Linked DNA regions of Delphinus delphis: region 1 is linked to region 2. A link is a contact called in public Hi-C data. All regions are on one chromosome and are shown on one strand. The core of a region is the stretch at or near the end of the contact, and the rest is flanking DNA. Distances in the headings are between cores, read along the strand shown.

Evidence for each region. A called contact is a pair of places that touch in the nucleus more often than the background predicts.
Region 1: a Hi-C map of lung shows a contact between it and region 2, with 2.8 times the contacts expected there. The contact joins the promoter of FXN here to the promoter of ENTREP1 in region 2. A contact is called at or near these places in 2 of 3 Hi-C or Micro-C datasets (lung and muscle).

Annotation. Positions count from the first base shown.
Region 1 is chr6:50,155,662-50,158,921 of mDelDel1.2, forward strand. It overlaps FXN (frataxin), which reads right to left and starts at 1,972. Exons shown (of 5, transcript XM_060014649.1): 1 at 1,775-1,972. The coding sequence starts at 1,942.
Region 2 is chr6:49,919,206-49,922,409 of mDelDel1.2, forward strand. ENTREP1 (endosomal transmembrane epsin interactor 1) reads right to left here and starts at 1,706. Exons shown (of 11, transcript XM_060013429.1): 1 at 1,290-1,706. The coding sequence starts at 1,706.

The sequences.
Region 1 (3,260 bases), core at 722-3,221, 240 kb after region 2:
AATGTGAACTATCTCAGTAATGATCTTTCAGTCTTGATTACCTGTTGACATGGTAGCATTCTGGCTATACTAGGTTACGTAAATGTATTCTTGAAATTAACTTCACCTGTTTCTACTTTCCCAACGTGACTACTAGAAAACTTATTGCACAGGTGGCTCCCATTCTATTTCTGCTGTGGAAGTAGAAGCAGCGGGTAGAGAAGATAAAGCCGGAGAAAAGGGTCCCCAAATGAACTCCCCAAACGATCTTGGGTCAGAAGTCATCAGGACCCACGTGGAGTCCAAGGGATCAACCCGAGGACAGTTAAGGCCTTAAAAAAATGAAACAGGATCGTGATCCCAGTTGCCACTATCATCCACCCAACTCCACAAGTACTGAAGATGTGCAAGGGAACTGCAGAAGAGACAGGTTAAACCAACCTGATTAACTATGGAAAAAGGGGCCCAATGGGTAGCCTAGGTTGTTAACCACCTAGCATTTCCCAGTGGCCCAAATCCCAGTATGTGCCAAGTGCCCACCTCCCGGGTGCGCCTCTGAATCAACAGCCCTTAACAGCCACTAGGTACCGTCCAAAAGACACCACCATATCTTGTCACTCTCCTAAATTAAAAACTGCTGAGGACACAGGCAGGCGTGGAAAGGCACGTCAGGGCAGCTCCAGGTGAGAGCAGCACAGAAGGATCAGAGTAATAAACTGCAGAAGGGGATCGTGGGACCAGCATGGCCATAACTACCTAGTTTGCCTGAGAAGAGGGGAAAATCCGTGATTCCAGCTTTGAGTGTTGACAACCAATCCCAGTGTTTCTTCAAACAGGGTCAAGTAACACACGTCGACAGGAGGTGTAGGCCTAAAGTCCAAATTCCGGAGCTCCGTGAACAATTTGGGTTGGATTTCACCTGCCTCCTTCACCATCCACAATCCATCCAGCGGACCAACCACTCAGAGTTGATCGTTGCCCACTTTCCCGGCCTTTATCCACGCCGTTCTCTGCTCTGAGAGCCCCTCACCACCCCCTGCCGTCTTCAGACCCTGATTAAACATCACCTCCATCCTCCGGTGTAACCTTCTCAACCCCACAGCCTTTCTTTGGGCTTCCTCCTTTCAAGTCGTGGAGTAACCGGGTCAGGTATTTCTTTGTATCCCCGCGCGAGGGAAGATAAGTGCAATTAAGTGCTGAAGGCTTTATGTGTTAATTAAACTGCATGCCAGCTCGGCAAAATGGGTACTCTCCCCTTCAGAGAAAAAGAAGACAGGCCTCAGAGCGGTTCTGGGATCCCCCGACGTCCCCGAGCTCTGCTGAGTCCAGGGGCCAGAGTTTGGAACCCAGGTCCGATCCAAAAGCCCTGCTGCTCTAGCTACTGTGCTCCACAACTTTGACATCTTTACCTCGCTCGCTGAAAGCGTTTCGTTCATAAAAGCCCATGTATATTATAGTACCTGGCATATATTATTAAAGTTATCGCAAAGAGAATTGACAAGCTTAGAGCCACCACAGGTCCCTAAGAGCCGATGCCCGCCCGCCTTCCCTGCCCTTGCCCGCGCGGTTCCCGCAGTTGCACTGCATGATAAGATCTCTGTCTTCTCACCAGAAAGCGGAAGCCAGTGCAACTGTAACCGGGAGAAACGGAGACTGGGGAATGCACGGCGGGCGCCGCCGCCCTTCCCCCGCCTGAGCGCGGCCCCGCGGGAGCTGGAGCGGGTGCGCGTGCCCGGCGTGCGCGGCCTCGCTACGCCGGCGTGCGGCCCGTGCGGCTGCCTGTGCGGATACTCACGGGCTGGCTGGGTGTGCCGGCCGCGGCGGTCCCGGTGCGCAGGCCCCGGCAGCCGTAGAGCCGGGAGTCCTTCGTTGGCCGCGGGGCCCCGGCGCGGGCCTGGGCAGAGCCCGGGGGCGCCGAGCGGGGCAAGAGGCTGGCAGCCGCTCGGCGCCCTAGCGTCCACATGCTCCTCCCGATCTGCGGCCGCTCCGCCTCCTGCTCCGGGGACGCCGGGCGCCGCCTGGTGGTCACGGGTTGCAGCTGCAGTCGCAAGCTTCCCTTTTCTGCAGGCTTGGGAAACGAGCAGAAGGTAGACTTCAGTAAGAACTTCCATGCGTTGCTCTATTTATGCATTTAACAAAAATAGAGAACCTGTTTCGTGCAAAGCAGGGGGATTACCCCTTGGGCAACATAGTGAATGCGTAACCAAGGTCCCTGACCCCAGAGACTTCAGCTTAGTGACCCGCTGCTGACGAATTCTATACAAAAGGCTTTGGGAGCTGCAGTTTTGCTGTGAACGGGTGGGGGTCCTGAAGCTGCTTGGCCGCCAGTATAGGTTACAGCAGTTAGGAGATTGCGGACAGGAGACTGACTGCCTGATTTAAATATGTCCCCTGCCCACTTCCTACCTGTGTGGCCAGTGGGCAAGTTAATTAACCTCTCTGTGCCTCATCTGTAAAATGGGGTATACAAGTTTCTACTTAACAGGGTTGTTATAAGGATAAAATGAGTTAATCTATGTGAAGTTTTCTTGGACAGGCCCTGGATCCTATTAAGTCCACAATAAATACTAAGTTGTTAATACATTTTAAAATAAAATTTTACTTAGGTAGTGTAGTGCAAAGGAATACGAACTGTGAAAGTTCTTTCGTATTTTAATACGCTTTAGAAAATGTCAAATATGTGTACTAGAGAATATCATCTTTATGGGTAAGATAGTGAGAAGAGGAGATAGAAAGTTAAAATTCTACCAAAGCCACCTTGGTACTTTGTGAATAGAGTAGATAAGACACACGTATAAATACTTAGGACAATGACGAGTGTTAAATGGGTGTCAGTGTTGCATGGGAGAGTATATACAACTAGGGGTGGGGGCAGTCAGGGAAGTCTTCATGGAGGAAGGGGCATTTGTACAGGGCCTTGAAAAACAGGGTAAAGGAGGTGGGATCTGACTGGCTCTCTGACAGTTCATTCTTTTGGTTGGGAGACATTTTCCTGCATTCAGGTAATTCTAAGCAGCACTTTATTGAGCGCCTGTTATGTAGATGTTAGGCATGGAGAAACCATTTCCCCCTTGTAAAGTGTCTGGAGATACTGTTTTTTTTAATATAAATTTTATTAATTTATTTATTTTTGACTGTGTTGGGTCTTCGTTGCTGGGCATGGGCTTTCTCTAGTTGCGGTGAGCAGGGGCTACTCTTCGTTGCGGTGCGCGGGCTTCTCATTGCAGTGGCTTCTCTTGTGGAGCACGGGCTTTAGGCACGCGGGCCTCAGCAGTTGTGGC
Region 2 (3,204 bases), core at 456-2,955:
TGCACAGATTGTGAATTCCACCCACCACAGTAAGATCATCCAGCATTAAAGTATTTCAAAAAGAACAAACTGGCATCAGTTTAAGTATAAAATGCCAGGCCAGGCTCTAGGTACCTAATGTTCTTACAGTTCTTTCAAACAATTACTTTGGGTTCAATTAGTTCTCCCTATATTCTTAAAATTTGGTCTTGAATCTGGGTTTGTGTGGACCTGCAAGGCCAATTTTCAGCCATTCAAAATATACATTCATTACAGATCTTAGTAAAAACTATAGGCATTGCCAGGCTTTTAGATTTAGTTTAGAGAAAGGCCGTTTACTTTAAATATTCATCTTCCACAATCATTCCACGAAAACCTATTTCCAGGTCTCTCAATCCTCAGCAAACCTCAAGACGCAGGATGCCTTGGAAGCTGTGAAATCGTTAGGAGGCAGGGACGAGCAGCCACCAGTTTCCATAAACGCTCGAGGGCAGCAGCCTTTTGCCCCAGAACAGCCTTCCTGTCCGAGGAGGCAGGCCGGTAGGGCCTGTAACGGAGCGGGGCAGACATCTCCGGCTAGTTGGGACTTCGGCAAGCTCATCCACGATGGGTTCGGGTTCTGGAGAATTAAATTCTGCCCATCAGTCTGCGTGGCTCCAGGAACCTAGTGCGGGCTTAGGGCCCTCCTTTAATGACCAAGTACGTGGGTGCGTTCACACACCCTGTTATTACCTCCTGAACTCGTCCCCAGATACAGTGGAGCTAGCCTACACCAGACACTTAACATTTACTTGTGCCTTAGTCCGGAATAAAAACAAGTGACGTGCGCCAACCTGTCACTTCATCCATCCCACAAATACTCCTACTATGTGCCAGGCACTGTTGATACATCAGTGAACAAAACAGATCAAGATCCTTGCCCTCCCCGTGCGGACGTTGTCAGCAAGTAAATACTCAATAGCTGAAAGAAGTTTATTCATTTTCTTCCCGCTTTTTTGTCACCCACCCCCATCCTTCCAATCTCCCAAAGAGCCGGAAATCGGGTTTATTCTATTAGTTTGACAGGAACAACAAAACCCTTTAGCCTACAAGGAATAGACACTGTCCAGGTGCAACCCAATTCACCCCAGAATTCCTCTCTCTCTTACCCCTTTATTTTTCCCCAGCCTCAACGCCTCCAAAAACTTCAACTGGCCTGAAGGGCTGTGCTCCCGAAGGATCAATCACGGGGCAGTGGAGGCGAACGGCCTGAGCCCCCCTGCTCCCCGGGTGGGCCCTGCCGAAGTGAGCGGGGCACGCGCGGCACTCACCGAAGAGCCGGCCCAGAACGGGCACGAGTTCTTCACCTGCGGGGAGCTGCTCAGCGACAGCGCCCCGAAGCTGAGTGCCACCATACAGCAGCCCAGGATCAGCTGCAGCAGACCGAGCGACAACAGCGGGCGAGCGGGCAGCAGCGCCGATCCCGGGGCCGCAGCGGCGGCGGCGGCGGCGGCCCGGCGGGAGGAGAGCGCGGGCGGCGGGGCCAGCACCCCGGCGGCGGCGGCGGTGGCCGCGCAGCGAGGCCGCGCCGGGGGCTGCACCGCGGCCCGGGGCCAGCGCGGCCGTAGCGGGGGCAGCGGCGGCTCCTGGGCGGCGGCCGCCGCGGCGCCCGGGCCCCCGGCCTGCGGCCCGCCCGAGAGCCCAGCCACAGGGCAGCAGGAGCCCGGGAGCACCACGGGCAGGGACATGGACGGGCGGGGAAGGAGCGGCCGGTGGCGGCGGTAAGAGGACGCGGAGCGGAGCCGCGGGCGCCGCGCACTGGGCAAGAGGGCGGGCTCCGAGGCCCAGGGGGAGGGAAGGAAATACGCACGGCCCAACCACTTGCTGCTGCTGCTGCCGCCGCCGCCGCTGCCGCCGCCCCGACTCCCGCCGGCCGCACCCACCTGCCAGCCGGCGGGTCCGCCTCCGGCCGCCCGGGTGCGCCCCACTCCCACCCGGGCACACCCACGCGCGCTCTTCGCTCACGCCGCGCAGCGCCGCCACCCTTTGGGGTCCGGCCGAACCCACGCTCGCTCCCCGGTCTCCAGGAAAGGTGCCCTGCCCCAATATTTAAAATTGGTCCCTCGGGCTAGGAGGGAACGGCAGTCTGGGCGCGGAGGTACAGGCAGCCGACGGTCTGAGACTGTCCCCACCCGCCAAGCTGGGGCGGGACAGGAGCGTCGCCGAAGCGCTGTGGACCCTCGGCCCCTTCAGGTCTAGCCCAGAGAGCGACTCTGGCAACCTTTAATACGAAGGGAGCCTGGCTTTAAACTTTTTCCCCCGGGGAGGGAGGGTGGCAGGAAGAGGAGCTGTGGGTGACTTGATGGGAAAAGTCTAAGGCTCAGGGCTTCGGGGAAGCACAACGCAGAGCCAAGTCACTGTTCGCGTGGGGCTTCCGGGCGCTGACATTGTGCTGCGGCCCCTCCGCCTGGAAGTTGAGGCGTGGCGGTGGGGGGGGGGGGAGTGCTTTCCCTGCACCAGAGTAGGAGCGAGCAGGAGCCCAAGGTTACCTTGGAAGTATCCCGCCTCCAGAAAGAAAGAAGCGGGGGCGGCCCGGAGCACGTGGCAAGGGTTACACTCTGTGGCCGACTCATCTTGACTCATGAGCTGTATTAGGCATCACCTGGTAGAATGTAGAATCCCAAACTTCCAAAGAAACAGCCTAATAAAAACATAATCTGTTTTTGGTAATTTATAAGATATATTCAGAGCTTAAAAAACTGACTCGCCTTTGTAAAATGATTTTACCTAATAGTCTACCCTTCCCTCGGAAGAATTCTTATGTGTTGAAAGTGTTCGTATACATAAAATGATCATAATAGGTTTTTTTTTTCCCCAGGTTAAGAACCAGAGCAGTGTCGCTTTGCAGTAAGACAGGCTTCTCATTTTATCAGTAAGGTGAGGGTATTTTATATCCTCCTGTCCAATAAACCAAAGGAAATGTGTATCCGTTTTTATGCTCTGCTTGCAAAGGCTATATTTATTTTGGTCATTACTTACTTCAGCCCGCAGTGTGATGCACTGCCAATGTGCATGTGTGTTTACATGTACACTTTTTGAATAATTAAAGCACCTGTGACAGGGAGATCATTTCGGTGCTTTGTGACCACCTAGAGGGGTGAGATAGGGAGGGTGGTAGGGAGATAGATGCAAGAGGGAGGGGATATGGGGATATATGTATACATATAGCTGATTCACTTTGTTATA